Regions from separate parts of the Mus musculus genome. Here all the other regions are linked to region 3. A link is a contact called in public promoter capture Hi-C data. All regions are on one chromosome and are shown on one strand. Each heading gives the region's core, a stretch centred on a gene start, on an enhancer-like site or on the middle of the called end of the contact. The rest is flanking DNA. Distances are from core to core; before and after follow the strand shown.

The links. Promoter capture Hi-C pulls out the DNA fragments that hold promoters and counts their contacts.
Region 1: a contact with region 3 is called in a promoter capture Hi-C map of neutrophils, with 4 times the contacts expected there. The contact joins the promoter of Tbx19 here to the promoter of Scyl3 in region 3. A contact is called at or near these places in 3 of 39 promoter capture datasets (hippocampal neurons, neutrophils and pre-B cells).
Region 2: a contact with region 3 is called in a promoter capture Hi-C map of the 3T3-L1 cell line, with 5 times the contacts expected there. The contact joins the enhancer-like site here to the promoter of Scyl3 in region 3. A contact is called at or near these places in 5 of 39 promoter capture datasets (the 3T3-L1 cell line, embryonic stem cells, hippocampal neurons and 1 more).
Region 4: a contact with region 3 is called in a promoter capture Hi-C map of liver. The contact joins the promoter of Fmo1 here to the promoter of Scyl3 in region 3. A contact is called at or near these places in 7 of 39 promoter capture datasets (the 3T3-L1 cell line, the SN4741 cell line, embryonic stem cells and 3 more) and 1 of 484 Hi-C or Micro-C datasets (embryonic fibroblasts).

What each region holds. Positions count from the first base shown.
Region 1 is chr1:165,159,499-165,162,828 of GRCm38.p6, forward strand. It overlaps Tbx19 (T-box 19), which reads right to left and starts at 1,275. Exons shown (of 8, transcript NM_032005.4): 1 at 868-1,275. The coding sequence starts at 1,064.
Region 2 is chr1:162,791,450-162,795,188 of GRCm38.p6, forward strand. It overlaps Fmo4 (flavin containing monooxygenase 4), which reads right to left. Exons shown (of 9, transcript NM_144878.1): 8 at 3,603-3,672; 9 at 2,434-2,944. The coding sequence ends at 2,509. Among named protein-coding and RNA genes, the nearest start is that of Fmo4, 19 kb to the right of the region's middle. Within about 2 kb of position 1,487, at least 26 of the 459 cell types and tissues checked have an H3K27ac peak or open chromatin away from gene starts, as enhancers often do.
Region 3 is chr1:163,928,145-163,931,726 of GRCm38.p6, forward strand. Scyl3 (SCY1-like 3 (S. cerevisiae)) reads left to right here and starts at 1,621. Exons shown (of 14, transcript NM_028776.5): 1 at 1,621-2,042.
Region 4 is chr1:162,865,087-162,868,787 of GRCm38.p6, forward strand. Fmo1 (flavin containing monooxygenase 1) reads right to left here and starts at 1,524. Exons shown (of 9, transcript NM_010231.3): 1 at 1,153-1,524.

The DNA of each region.
Region 1 (3,330 bases), core at 25-2,524, 1.2 Mb after region 3:
TCTCTAAGCAAAATTTCTCTCAAGGTGTAAGAAAAAGAGTCTGGGCTCAACTAACACTACTGAAAATGTCCTTCGGGTACTTTGTGTCCATAGGTACCCAAAGATGTGTGAGCATGCAGTGGGAGTCTCTTTCAAAACATTTGCATCTCCTCTGCTAAGCTCAAGCTTTAAAGTTCCCTCAAAGGCGCCTAACAGGCTAAGCTTCACAGGATCTGAGAAATGCCAGCAGGGAGCGGTATGGACAATCCCCACTCTTTGCAGGGAGAATGAAAGAAGAAAACTTCTCTTTCCTAAAACTGGGCATTAGAGCTTCATTCCCTATTATACGCCAGCTTTCCTAACTATGTGAAACACACAATCGAAACTCATTCTCCCTCAACATGCACAAGGAAGCAGGCAGAGAGAGATAGGCCATGTGGCCCTTTCAATCCCAGTCTTCAACTAGTCAAAATCGTCTGACAGACAGGTGTGCTGTGCTTAAGAACAAACTATCCAGTTTCCAAATAAAGTCAACTTTCACATTATCTGAACAGGACTGAACACAGGTCTGCTCCAGGGGACACAGTCATTCAAAAATTAATACCAGTTTCTGACAGTTGAGTCCACTTCCCCAATGCATGGGGCATGCTCCCCTGCAAAATAATTCCCCATATAATACATGTAGGTAAGACAGGTGGCCTCCATCTTCCACTGCTCTGATTATCTCAAAGAAATTAAGTTGGCTGAGTGACGGCCAGCCGAGACTGTCTTTAAGATGTTCAGAGCCTGCTGCCTCTGAACGAAGAGTGGTAGCCTCTTTACTACCAAAGGTGTCTTACCTTCCTCGCCAAGCAAAGGCTAGCACAAGTGGGCTGCAGTCAAACTCACCTGCCGTTCTTGGTCACGATCATTTCATTAGTGACTTCCTTGAATCTCTGCCAGAGGGGAGCATCCTCCAGGATGATCTGAAGTTGCTTCTCTGTAGGGTCTCCCTTCTCCCTCCCTGCCTGGAGCTCACTTTCCACCACGTTAAGCAGGCGAGACACAGTGCCTTCGCCAGCCTTCTGTGTGGCCAGTTCACTCATGGCTGTAGACCCTTTCAAACTTTGCTGAGAGCCGTTCCCACTTTCTCTGCCTCCGGCTCCTTCCTTCCCTCACTTGCTGGCTTTTCGACCCCAGCTGGTCAGTGTCTGGGAGTAGAATAAGATGCCTTGGCTCTTGCTAAAGCTTCCAGTGTGACACCCCTGAAAGTCTCCAAATTATACCACCAACCTGTTAAGCTTCAGTTGGGGAGCAGGGAGGAGAGGGTGGGGGGAGGTGGAGAAGAAAAAGCGCTCTCTTAATTACTCACTGGATCAGGTGGGAGTCAGCCTGGCTTTCCCATTGGCCGCCCTGCCTACAGTAGACGTTTAAGAAGAGTACTCCATCCAAATTATCAGGCTTTTATCTTGTTGTACCTGAAGAGGTCTAATCGGTGTATTGAGGACCGTTTTCCCGTTAATTAAAATTATTCCAGGCCCGGACTGCAACAATCAGTCAAATCATGTCTGCGTATAAATTGTGGCATGTGGCACCTATAGAAAAGGAGGTGCTGGCAGGGGAGCCACAAACTTGCTGTCTGGGCAAGCTGTCCTGGCAGAGTAGTCAGCTGAACTCCCTCCACCCTGATCTAGCAACTTGAACAGACACAGAAGCCCTGCAGACAAGAGCAGTCTATGCTGAGGGTGAAGGGCTCTGTGCCAAGATACAAGACCTGAGAATAAAGGAAGTCTCTCTGCATGCTACACTCAAGAAACTGAAGTCAGGAGGAAAAGAACTACAGACCTCTTTCCCCTAGGGAGCTCCTCTGTCATCTCCCCACTGACTGTACCCACCCACATTCACACCCTTTTTACCTCTAAGGTCCTTTTCATTTTCAGCTTTGAACTTTGATCTTCCTCCCTCGAATCCAGACCCCTAGTCTCTCTTATCTCCAGTCCTAGTGAAAGGAAGGGGGAAAGTAATTTGTCCTGAACTATTCTAAGAAAAACTCTGCGCCTCCTGGGTGGGAATCAACGTTTTACATCATTGGACTGAGTGATGCTAATCGTTGGTCCAAAAAGGCTCCCAGTTCTCTTTTGGGACAGCCGTGGCCAACGCTGTCCTTCCGGATTGAGTCCCGCTATTCCCTGAGGATGTAATTAGTAGAAACGGTTACTTCTCCTAAAGACACAGCACAGGGTGGCTGGATGGGGAGGTAGAAACCATGAAGGAGACCATCAAAACAGCTGGAACACCCCAACCCTAGGAGAGCCTAGGGTGCTGGTTTATCTTGTTATAAAAGAAAACAAGAATGTCAGAGCAATGGGGAAATAAAAGCAGAAAACTTAGGGGGAGTCTGAATGTGGAGGATGCCAAACATGAACTGAGTACCTACTAAGCACTCCACAGAAGTGATAGAAGAGAAGCGATATCTTCGTAGAACGACCCATCTGACAGGGGAAAGAAGTGACATGAAGTAGTTTGGTTATCAGCCACGGTAAGAAAATAAAGATCATGCAAAAGGACGAAGTGGTGGAGGAAGCCATGCAAGGTGAGGCGGGGCTGGGGTGGGGAGGGTCCTGATTAGATGCTGTGCTGTAGAAAGGCGATTTGAGAAGGCATCTCAACAGTGACGGAAAGGACACAGAGAAAGTTGAGTATCCAGAAGAGGGGACCCAGTAGTCATGGCTAGGACCAGGCAGGGACCTGCTAGAGGGCAGAGTAGTAGGACTCACTGCTCAAGGGGGAAATGTGGGCAGCACTGAACTGGGTATGAGGGAACCAATGTCTAGCATGATGAATTAGTCCACTTACTGAGGCAAAGAAGCTGAGGGGGATGGGGACTCAAGCAGAGCCACACTTTATTTGGAAATTGATGTTGCAATTCTATACATATTTATAATTTTAAAACGTGGTAGGATATATACTGACCCGAAAGATAACCACACCCTGACCCACAGAGCATATATCACCTCACACAATAAAAAGGTACACTGAAGGTGTGGTTTAAGAAGGGATCTGAAAGCCTGCTCCCAGGGTCATGCCTCCTCGAAAGAGGCCATACCTCCTAACCTTCCCAAGTGGGTCACGTAATCAAAGCCTGAAAGTTAGCATGTATCTCTGAGAGAGAACATGTGGCAGTTGGTTTTCTGGCTCTGGGTTACCTCCCTTGGAATGATTATTTCCGGTTCTATACGTTTACCTGCAAGTTTCATAATCTCATTTTTGTAGTTTTCTTTAAAAAAAAAAAATTCTTGTTTAGTTCCATGCCTCGTTTCTAAAATCGGGTTGGGTCCTGTTCAAACCACCCCCACCCCTTTTTGTGCCTAA
Region 2 (3,739 bases), core at 237-2,736, 1.1 Mb before region 3:
ATTATCACTAATCTTGGGATAGAGAGATGTCTCAGCAGGTAAAGAGCTTGCCTCTAAGTCCTGATGCTTGATCCCTAAAACCAGCATGGTCCACATGCTGGGACCCACAAGGCTCCTACAAGTTGTCCTTTTACTTCCACACGTGCCTCATAGCATATGCATGCGCACGCCTAATACATAAATGTAATAAAAGCTTTATAAAAAAATCACTCATTTTATATTCTAGTCTTCAAAGTAGTGAGAGACTGAGGATTGTTCTAAGTTGCTGTCATGTAAATTGTCACAAGGCACTACTTGTTGTCCGACAATCCCAATTATAATTACTATGTTGTTAAATAAAAGACAAGCACACTTATTTTCATAATTTTTAGTTTAATTTCTAATGTTGTTGATCAAGCCTCTTATTTACTATGAAATTCTGATTATCATTTAAAATGCAGTTAGTTATGATGGGCATTTCCTGCTACTGTCTTTTCTTGGAGTGCTGGAGTCATGGCATGTGGTACCCCCAATATTTAAAGATCTGTTTAAAGTGTAGAAGTAGCAAGGAGGAGGAAAAGTAAGCAAGGAAGGCTCCCTGGAGGAGACCATGACATAGTGCTATGTGGGGCTTCAGTGACAGGTAAGCTGAGATGGCTGGAGGCAAAGGCATTGCCTCTCAAGGAAGCCAGTGAGATAGCCTGGACTTTAGGGATTCAGATCTCTGGGTTCACTCCTATTTTCTGTGTGACCAAAGAAGAATTACTTCTCTGACACTTTGATTTCTTATTTGAAAATTTATATATAGGAAAAATATATAGTATAGTATATATCTAAGTTATGGTGGGCTAATAAATACATCTTTGTCTGCTTGCTTCCTAAAGGACTCAGTGAGAGACACCAATAGCATAGACAAAGACTTTTGTTTATGGTGGTCAGCTTTAGTTAGTTTTGCAGGTTTGAAATTAAGTGCCCCTTGTACTGGGGAGTTGTCAGTAAGAACCTAGACACATTAACCAGCTGTTAAAGAAGGGATGCTGCTAAAGCTTGAAATCAGTTCCTCCCTGGTTAATGTTCTCTTGCTGTTGCATGTTGGAGCGAATGGTGATGGGGGAATCCACGGACAATACTAGCTGGAAAGCGTTGCCATGGAGAACTGTGGGAAGCAAAGGCCACACCTGGTTATACCGTAGGAACAGCAACAGGAAATAGTGGTAGTTTTCTAATCTTTTAATTCAGAGGATGGAATGTTTGAAACAACCAGCAGTTAGTTTACTCTGAATGACATACTCTGCATGTCTCAGGCAGTGCTCATTGTAAGGTGCCGGTGGTTAGTGCCACCATTTTCCAGATTGAGGTCACGGAGGCTAAGTAATTTGGCCAAGGCTCCAGAGCTCACAAGGGAGCTGGTATCAAAATCCAGGTCTCCTTCTCATTAGTTCTGGTTAGTCTGTTTTCCTCCCGATTAGTCATCCTTAGCAGCATACTTGTGTCACAGTGACCCAGCAGTTATTGTTCCTCTAATTGCCCCATGGATTGCCTTTTACTTAAACAGTCATCCTCAATAGAGTGTCCTTGTTTCTTTACAAGGCTAAGTTAATTGAGGATGAGGGATTATGTTGGCAGGAGAACAAGGACAGATGGAGTCAGAAGAAAAACGTTAGTCAATGAAGTCACTACTTATTCATCCAATAATCAAATATTTACTTAGCTATGCTTTCTATTAAGTAATGTTTAGAATAAAATAATGACAACTGAGAAGGCTCCATCATTTATTATAAGATACAAAACATCAAGTGACAGCTGGGTTTGGTGGCACATATTTTTACATTACAGCAGTCAGGCAGAGGTGAGAAGATCTCCTTAAGAGTTCAAGGCCAGCCAAAGCCATATACTGAGACCTCATCTTAAACCAAAACCAAAATACTCCTGAAACACCAGACCCCACAAAACTCCACAGTCCCTCAAACAAAAAGTCGTGTGATTCTACGCATGATAGGTATTTTATAATTGTCAGCTTTACATAACTTAAAATAATCTTGAAATAGATTCTCAGCGGGTAATTGCCTAGATAGGTTGGCCTATGGGCATGCCAGTGAGGCATGAACTTGGAAGACACTATGGGAAGAGAGTAGGCATGCCCAAGATACTTGAGGGGGAACTCTCATGGCTTAGTGCAGCCCTCACAAGCAATCATATTAATCTTTAGCAATCAGTAATGAGGCATCTCAGATCATTTCCCATCATCACAATAGAATGAATGAAATGGGTAAATTTTGTTTATGGTTCTGGAGGCTGGAGGGCTCAAGGATACAGTGACAGCTTCTAGTGAGAGGTTTGTTCTATGTCATTACATGGTAGAAAGTTCAAAGGGCACAAATAAATGCACAAAAAACGTGATGAGATCAGAGGCAGCCTTGCTTTATGACAACCTGCCCTACTGAGAGTGATCCAGTGTTGAGAGCAGCACCAATCTGTTTAAAGAGGGTGTCCCAGACACCTTCCTCCATTGGTAAACTGGAGACCAACTCATGAGTTCTGGGGCATGTACCACAGTAATCGGTAAGGGGGAAATCTTCTCGGTAGCTTACCTTGTACCAATTCAAGAAAATGTGAAGATTTGTAGATAAGTAAAAGAGAGACAAGCAGGACAGGTGCCCCCCAAGCTATTAAGTAATGTGAGAGGGAGGTAGGCTCGGGGGACTTAGGAACAATTCGAGTTTTTAATGGTTTCAGAGTCCTGTCCCACTGTGTCAGGATGGCATTTCTGGCTCCATCCCATCTTCCAGGGCCCACTAGGCGGTATTGGTAAGGGGTACATGGTCCAAAGAAAACTTCCCAAGCCAATCTTGGATCCTTAATGAACAAAAGTGGAATGCTGGGCTTCGCGCCTATGCACTGAGTGAGCTCGTCCATGTAGGTAATGAAGTCCAGTTTGTCTTGGCTGGTATCTTTAATCACACCCCTACGGGCAAAAATGGCAAATAATAGTCATTAGCCACCCACCCCCTGTTCTGCATCTCCCAAGTTATAAGATCAACTCCCTACCGTACTTCTTTGTTACTGCTGTATTAGGATCAAACTTCATTTGGGAATGCTTTTCTAAGTTGGAAAGAAATAGCAAGGGGGGCTTATTTAGCAAGTGTAGCTGCGAGGGCAAGTTCTTTGTTATAGGAGGTAGGAAGGGAAGCATTTAGGACGTGGCTTTTGGTGTTTGAGCATGACACGAGGCTAAAGCCTGGTCTGTCCAAATAAGATGTTGATGAAAGACTAGATCAGAAAGCATTTCATACGTGGACAGGGTAATGAATAATCCTAGCTACCTGGGAGGCTGAGGCAGGAGTATTACTTGAATAATCAATTATACAATGGTATTTAAAGCCACAGGCCAGGATGAGGTCATCTATGAGTGAGATCTAATTTTGGGGTTCAACAATAAGGAGGAAGAGGCCATAAGGCAAATATAGACAAAGCCCAGCCTGTGAGGTGGGAAGTAATTACGTTCAGAATGGAATTCATGGGACCATGTGAAGGCAAGGCAGGAAGACAGGGACAGATGTTCCGAGTCACAGGGGGATGAGTAGAATTTACTAAGGATCCCCTATAGCGGGGGTACTTCTTACCTTTTAATGAGCTGCTCCGTTTTAGTGGCTTCGGCCATCAGTTTCTGAGATGGAGGTATGCTACAGAGTCCTGTGAGGAAGATCAGAAGCAACAGTAAAGATGTTAGCTTTTCTTTTTCTTAAGTTCTGCATCCTCT
Region 3 (3,582 bases), core at 371-2,870:
CAGAAACCCATACTTAGAGACAGATACTACAGATAATGCCCTTCCCATATCTAATGCAGATTAATGGTGTTTTTAAGGATGTTAAAAAGTGAATTTTCATTGCCAAAATGAGTAACTTCAAAATAGGTCAAATAGGCTGAAAGGCATAAGAATCTAGTGAGCCCAAAATCTTCACAAAGGCTCATATGCAAATAATCTGTAATCTTGTGGGGAGGGGCATTAGGAGATGGCTCAGTCAGTAAGGTGCTTGGAACCTCAGTCTGATCATTAGAATCCAAGTTCTTATGCCTGGAAGCCCAGCACTGGGGAAGCAAAGGCAGGTGGATTCTGGGGCTCCCTGGACAGAGAGCCTGGCTTAATCAGTGAACTGCAAGCCAGGGGCAGAGCTTACTTATCTCCAGCCCGTGTCCATGTGCCACCTGAGCAATATCACCTGTCACCCAACTCCAGGCGGGGTAACTGAATCTGTGTGTGCCTGTACAATACTGGTCCTTTTTCCTACAGAATCAAATGTCCGCTGGACAGAATGACTGACATACCCTATTGAGGGTAAGATGTGTAAGTTAACCCGTGGCCTCAAAAATATCTGGAATCTTAATGCAGAGATGTAAGAGATGGTTTATTTAGAAACCTGAGTGACACCAGGATAAATGAAGTGAGTAGATGGTAGAAGTATTGAGTGTGTCCCTTCCAATCATGTCTTACACATGCAGCAGGGAACTGTCTTCTAGTGTTAATTTTAGAGGAGTAGGTGACCATCGTGTTTGAGAAAACAGGCTACATGCTACCCAGGATCCCATCCACAGCTGGACTAGGATTAGTGATCAAAGAATGGATGAGAATGCGAGCAAGCACCCAGAGCGAACGATACAGCATAGATGTGAGTCAGGAATGCATCATCCTCCCAGTGGATTTCTTGCCCTGGTTGAAGTGGCTCAATTCTACTCCTCCAGGAAAAGAAAGGCACAAAATAAATTGATCAAGACAATCCTGGTCTCATTCTGACTTGCCTTACAGGACGTGGTAGCTGATGTTACTTTATCTACATTCTTTACCAGGAAGGCAGAGGCTGGCTGCGACCTCCCACACGCAAATGGGTTGATCATTTAGTCTTCGGTTATTGTAACGAAGGTGAACTTTCGAAGAGAACAAGAAGTCAGCGGATATTGGAGCTGGTAATTCTATCACAGGTGTAGTCTTCTCTTCCTCCGTTCCTTTCCCACACACCCCCCCCCCATCCTTATTTCCCCTCTCCTCCCTTCCCCTTTTCTCCTCTTCACTTTCTTCCCTCCTGTCCGGTCCTCTCCGGTCTTGCGTGACATTCCTTCTAATTGTACTATTTCGCTGAATTATGATTCCAGGTTTTCCATCTGAAACCTTAAGCCTTAATTAAGTCTCAAGCGTTAATCGCCATGATTTCTGACTTCACTAAATACATACATACATACATACATACATACATACATACATACATACATACATACATACATACATATCTTCTCTGACAGCAGGCCAATCCTGGTGGCCAGGATGCTGAGGGGGCAGTCACAACCGGAAAAGTTCTGGCTCAGCCCCAAACTCCTCTCCTCCTCCTCCCCGCCCCCTTACTTGTCTGAAGCCAGAGGTGGCCATTTTGGATTCGGGCGGAAATGAACTCAAAAGCGGCTGGTTAAAAACCCAAACATGAAAACCGGGATGCCCCTGCAGTCGGGCTGAAGACACACGCAGAGAGGCTTCCCTGCCGCCAGAGCCGGCTGCCGGGAACAGGCGTGCGGCGCAGGCTCCCCTGGCGCCCACACCTACCCGGGCCCGCGCCCTCGCAGCACCTGTGCGGCCGCTCTAGCTCGGTTCCGGGTTCGCGCCTCGGTGGTGGCGTCGGAGGAACTGAAGGCCCGGCTGTTGAGCCGCTTCCGGGCCCTCGGAGAGCCGCCGGAGCCGGGTCCTCGGGGGTGTCTGTGGGTGGAGGAGCCGGGGTCTGAGCGTCGGAGCCAGCCGCGGGCCAAGAGGGAGCGGAGCCGCCAGCCTCCTCCCGCCGCCCGCAGGTAACCGGGAGCCGTGCGGCCTGGACGGCGGGGCGGGAAGCGAGCCGGGGCGGCCGGTTGAGCGCTGCCCCGGGGAGTTCGGGGTGCCCCTGTGCCTGGCGTCTCGGGTGAGCCCCGCCGGCCGAGGCCGGTGGAGGGCCGAGAGACCGGGCCTGGAGTCCAGCGGGAAGGCCGCGCGGTGCAGGGTCCCCGACGAGCGTCCACACTCAGCCCCCGGGCTTCACGTGTAGAAAAGACAACAACATCTCCCAAGGTCGCTTTTGCTGAGTTCTGGGATCGCTGCTGCTGCTGGGTTGGGGGACATGTGTGTGCTCTGAGCTGATGTCACACCTCGGAGTACTTTTAGTCCACAGAGACTACATGTTTTGCTTGTCAGCTAGCACAATGCGGTTGAGTTCCTGACAGGGAACATACGTGGCCGAGACAGGGCCGCTGGTAAGATTTGTCACCCAGTATCTAAGTGCCAACGAGTACATATCCTTAGGACTCTCGGGCAAGTCATAACCTTTGGCTCTTTGAAGCGAAGGGAACTAGAACCGAAGAGAGTCTCTACTGTCGGGAGAACTAAGGGACATACTTCCCCCAGAGCACACGTGGTATGTGGTTGAATACCTAGGCAAGGTGCTGCTCCCAAACCAAATGGAACCCTTCAGAAGCTTCGCCTGAAGCCAAAGAAATGAGAAGGATGGAAGACATAGATAGATTAAAGTGTACAGTCACATCCTAGACTGTCAACTCGACGTTTCATTATAGAAAGTATAAGTGGTATAGTCAGTAAAAATGCCATATTAGAATATCCTTTTCTACCTTCGTGTGACTTTCAAAGCTACCTGGCACTATTTCATAGTCCCCTTCTTACTTCCCAAACCAAGAAAAAATCCGTGGAGTTGGGAGTGTTCCTTATGTCTTGCATTTCCATAAGCTCCTTTCAGCTCCGTCCTGAGGGTTGTAAAACACTGCTGGTGCCAGCGGTCCTGCCTCTTAGATACAGGCGTGGGGAGAACCAGAGTGACCGCCTTGTGTGTTCTCAAATCCAGTCCTCGGCGCCCTTTCCCTGCTGTGTTGGGCGCGGGGCTCTGTACAGGGCATCCTATTCGCTTCGGTAGAAACTGAGCCTTGCCTTTTTAAAGGTGCTCTTCCTTAGGGTCATAGGCGACTTATCACTGTGAAAAATGACTGGTTTTGGTAGCTTCCTAGTATTTTTGCAAATCTAAAGGTATTATGTTCGTATTTATAACATTGAGTTAGGGTTAATAGATAATCTAAGGGCCAATATTCCAACAAGGATTTGGCCTGCTATTGGAAATCAGTAAGCTAAATGCCCATTGCCCCTGCCTTTTGCCAGCGTGGCTCATGAATCTCAGTGACCGCAGTATCCCTTCAGGACTAACGAAATTAAACTGGTTTTTCTGCCAAGAAGATACTCACCTGCTGTGGTTTTCCTTTATTGTTTAATTTTGAAAACTTTTATTTTGTAGTGAACCAAAAATGCAGGCTAGGTCCACATACTTTTCAAATGAACCCTTCCCTAACTCATACC
Region 4 (3,701 bases), core at 274-2,773, 1.1 Mb before region 3:
CTCAACAGCTTCTATGATAAAAAGTGGGAAAGTGTTCTATGAGGAACAACACATGAGAAGGTCCTGTCTTAGCTGATCCTAAGATCTGAGAATCTACAGCGCTCAGCCACCCCATAAATCCACACTGAGTGTGATTATGAGTGAAATAAAAACGAATTTTCTTTCAATTTCTTTACAATCTGTACAACCGCCTACAACAGTTAGAACATAAGCACAGATTTGTTTGGGCTTGACTACTTAGCAGGAACTTTGGCCTGGGGGAACTGTGAAGGAATTGCTGACATGCAAATCATCACTTTAAACCTGGGAAGTTTGGGAACCTCTAATCCAAGTCTTACCTTTTGAGTGTGTTTTAAATTGACTTGGAGACCTTACTGTTTTTTGTTTTTTTCAGAAGATTATCCTCTAACTGAGGGTAATTAGCACTGGATCAGTTAACCAGTATGACTCACTTACACGTTCACTAGGAAGGCATCTTTATTCACGCAGGCAGGTACCCCCACATTCTTCTTTAGTGTGTGCCAATATCTCAGAATACTGACAGGCACAGACTGCCCTATCAGAGCATATCCCTAAATGGGTTGTGTCAGTTCAAGCGTTAGCACTTGTAGTATATTCAGATGGATAATTGGGACCTGGGCTGGAATAAGAGTATGTTCTGAGATTTGTAACCTCTTAACAGCAGACATTTACTTCCTCAAGCCTAATCCTAAACCATCTACCACATAACACATGCTGCCTCTTACAAGGTTATAACAAGTTCCCTAAGAGAGTAAAGACTCTAAGAAAACAACTGGGCATTGAGACCCATGTTTTCTATGCTTACATAAAATATATGGAATTAAACTGTAGAAGTGACTCTCAAAGCCTTCATCTGGATACTTGTGGATTGAAGATTAGCAGATAAGATTTATAAATAGTACAAAAATCGAGAAATTTGATTCCCAAGTACAGAATAGAGCAGGAAACACAGAAACAGAAAATTGGTGAAGTGCAAACCTAAGTTAGTCAACTTTTCAGAAAGGCTTGCTTTTTGTTTCAGTTAATGTAACATACTGATACGTGGTAGATATACCTTACAAACCATTAACTCATACCATGCTAGAGGCTGCTGAGGGAAGCACTTAATAACTCATCCAGCAGAGGACTTACCAGTAAATGCAGAAGTTTAGCAATCTGACTTTATGTTCCTGTGACAAGGTCTCAAGTTCTGTTCCTTACGTTGGAGCAAGGGATGGTCGAAAAATTCCCCCAGGGTCACTCGTGGAGGGAGCTGTGTTCTGTTGAGACGACTCCTCTCTGATGTACAATAAGAAAAAACAGGAAAAACTCAGCTCCACCTTCTTCACCCAGAGGAATCGGAGATTTTTATGGGGTTACTGACTCTAAGTAGCTGTAATTGCTCATTCCAGTGGCCCTGACACAATTAGGATCCCAGAGCTAGTAACAATCAAAATTGTTTTGAGCCAGTGTTTGGGAGTTCCCTGCACACAGGATGAGCCTGGTCTAAGAGATAAGAAGCGTTAGGAAAAAAAATTGGAACCGAAGGTTAGCTGTTGTTTGTGTGTTCAATTGATTACTTGCAACAGTGGTATGCTGAGAGACAGACTGCCTGGTGATATGTACTTAAAACTCATCCTTCTGTTTGCAAACTATAAATGAAATTGGGTACTTATAATGGTATCCTTCATTTCATTCTTCCCTGGGCTAAGGATGAAATTAACATCTGCTACATAAATTCACAATCATATTAACAGCTGCTACATCAAACTTGCATTTTAAGACTTTTGGTCCATTTCTCACTTAGAGAAAATTGTTATTTTAAAATGCACACATTACTTACATTTATTAAACACATTTTAAAGCTCCTTTAACTGTAGATGATTGTCCAGGTGCTTGGGAAATGCAAGACAGATGTGTGAGAAGTACATAGCCTTCGAAGTCATGAGTCCTGGCTTCTAATGTGTTCACTAGCTTTTTTTTTTTTTTTTTTTTTTTTTTTTTTTTTTTTATCAAAGTAATCTTTGAAAAATGTTTGATTTTGCTCAGCTCCAGATTCCTCAATTAAAAATATGTAATTCAATGGCTTCCTCAAATAGTTATTGTGGAGTTAGATGAGGTAATCTATGTGAGATGGTCATGCGCATAGGAAACTCTGGTGCATAAGGGTGTTGATAGTGTTATGCATTGCTCAATTATTATTTTATCATTGATCCTCAGTATTGAAGAGATTCCTACAGGCATGAAAAAGAAAACTCCAAGAGACATTGCTCAATTATTTTTTTATCATTGATCCTCGGTATTGAAGAGATTCCTACAGGCATGAAAAAGAAAACTCCAAGAGACACTGGTGGACTGAGGCAGTAAAAGGCTCTTGACAGGCTAAATATTTTCTTAACCATTTCAGCACAGCCTGTAACTTCACTTCTGGAGGATGCTATAGAACATCAAACATTCCGATTGTTTGTTCGGCTCAGCTCTGATCTTGCTGACTCATTAAGCACTTGGCAAGTCGACAACATTGCTGGCTGTGAGTTCTTAGTTCAAGTTACCCTCCTGAAGCTCTGAGGATGGTAGTCATTGAAGGATTTCAAAACTTAAATTTGACCATAAGGTAAGCCTTCAGGACGACTGTTAGCTCAGATGTCCCTTTGAATGTGACCTTCAGTCAGAAGCATCTTAAGAGTTAGGACTAGGTTACTGTCCAAAGTTTAGCATTCAAATTACGTTGGTGTGTACATGGAGAACACTAAAGGAGTCACTTGGCCCCGGTGGTGACAAACTGCACATAAGGGAGATTAGGCTACTGAGTGATCATAAACATGATCATTTTACTATATTCATTTCCATAATTGGCCAGAGACTTTTATTAATTATTAAATGAATGAGGCATCTGACCTTCACTGGTAGTTTCCATTCTGGCTGCTTTTAGGGATCAATATTAGTCACCTATAGTTAAGGATACAGGATGAAGAAAGGCCTCTAGCCTGTTAGTCAAGTGAGCCACATTGGTAGCCAATAAATTTTCTTTAGTGCCTAGGACTGGACTCAGTTGGTTCTTCAACCCATGGGGAACCAGGATACTGGTACAGGTGAGCAAGAAGTTGGCAAAGAGTGACAAACAGACATTGACACAGAGAGAGTGCTGTATCTGAACGTAATGTCTCAAAGTGAGCATCAGACTTATATTACAGAAGAAAACAAAGAAGTTAAGTGACACATCAGCCAAGGTACATTGAAGTTATCTGACATAAAACAGAGAAATGCATACATAAAGACTGGCAGGAACCAGGCAGAGTTTACAACTGAGGTACTATCAGCCCTATCTAAAGTCAGCTATTGATAGGATCCAGGTGAAAGGGCGAATATGCCCAGGTGCAATTCTGGTCTATTGAATAACCCAGCACCAGAGTGTTTCCACTCTTGCTAACCTTTTCATTAATAATACAATACTCTAGTTCCTCCTTAAACCATAACCCTCCTTGTTCCTAGACAACTGTAAATTCCTGAATATGGGAGTGACTCGGCTGTAATTCTAAGTTTACTTTGTTGAACTAGCCCTGAGATTTTTAGTTCTTATCCAGTAAAATACTGCAAGAAAGCATGCAAGACCCTCCACATTTTCGCAGGGACAAATCTGGTTATGGGGCACCAGAGACTCTTCAGGAGACAAGTTTCTGTGGAACAATTTGCCTCAGGAC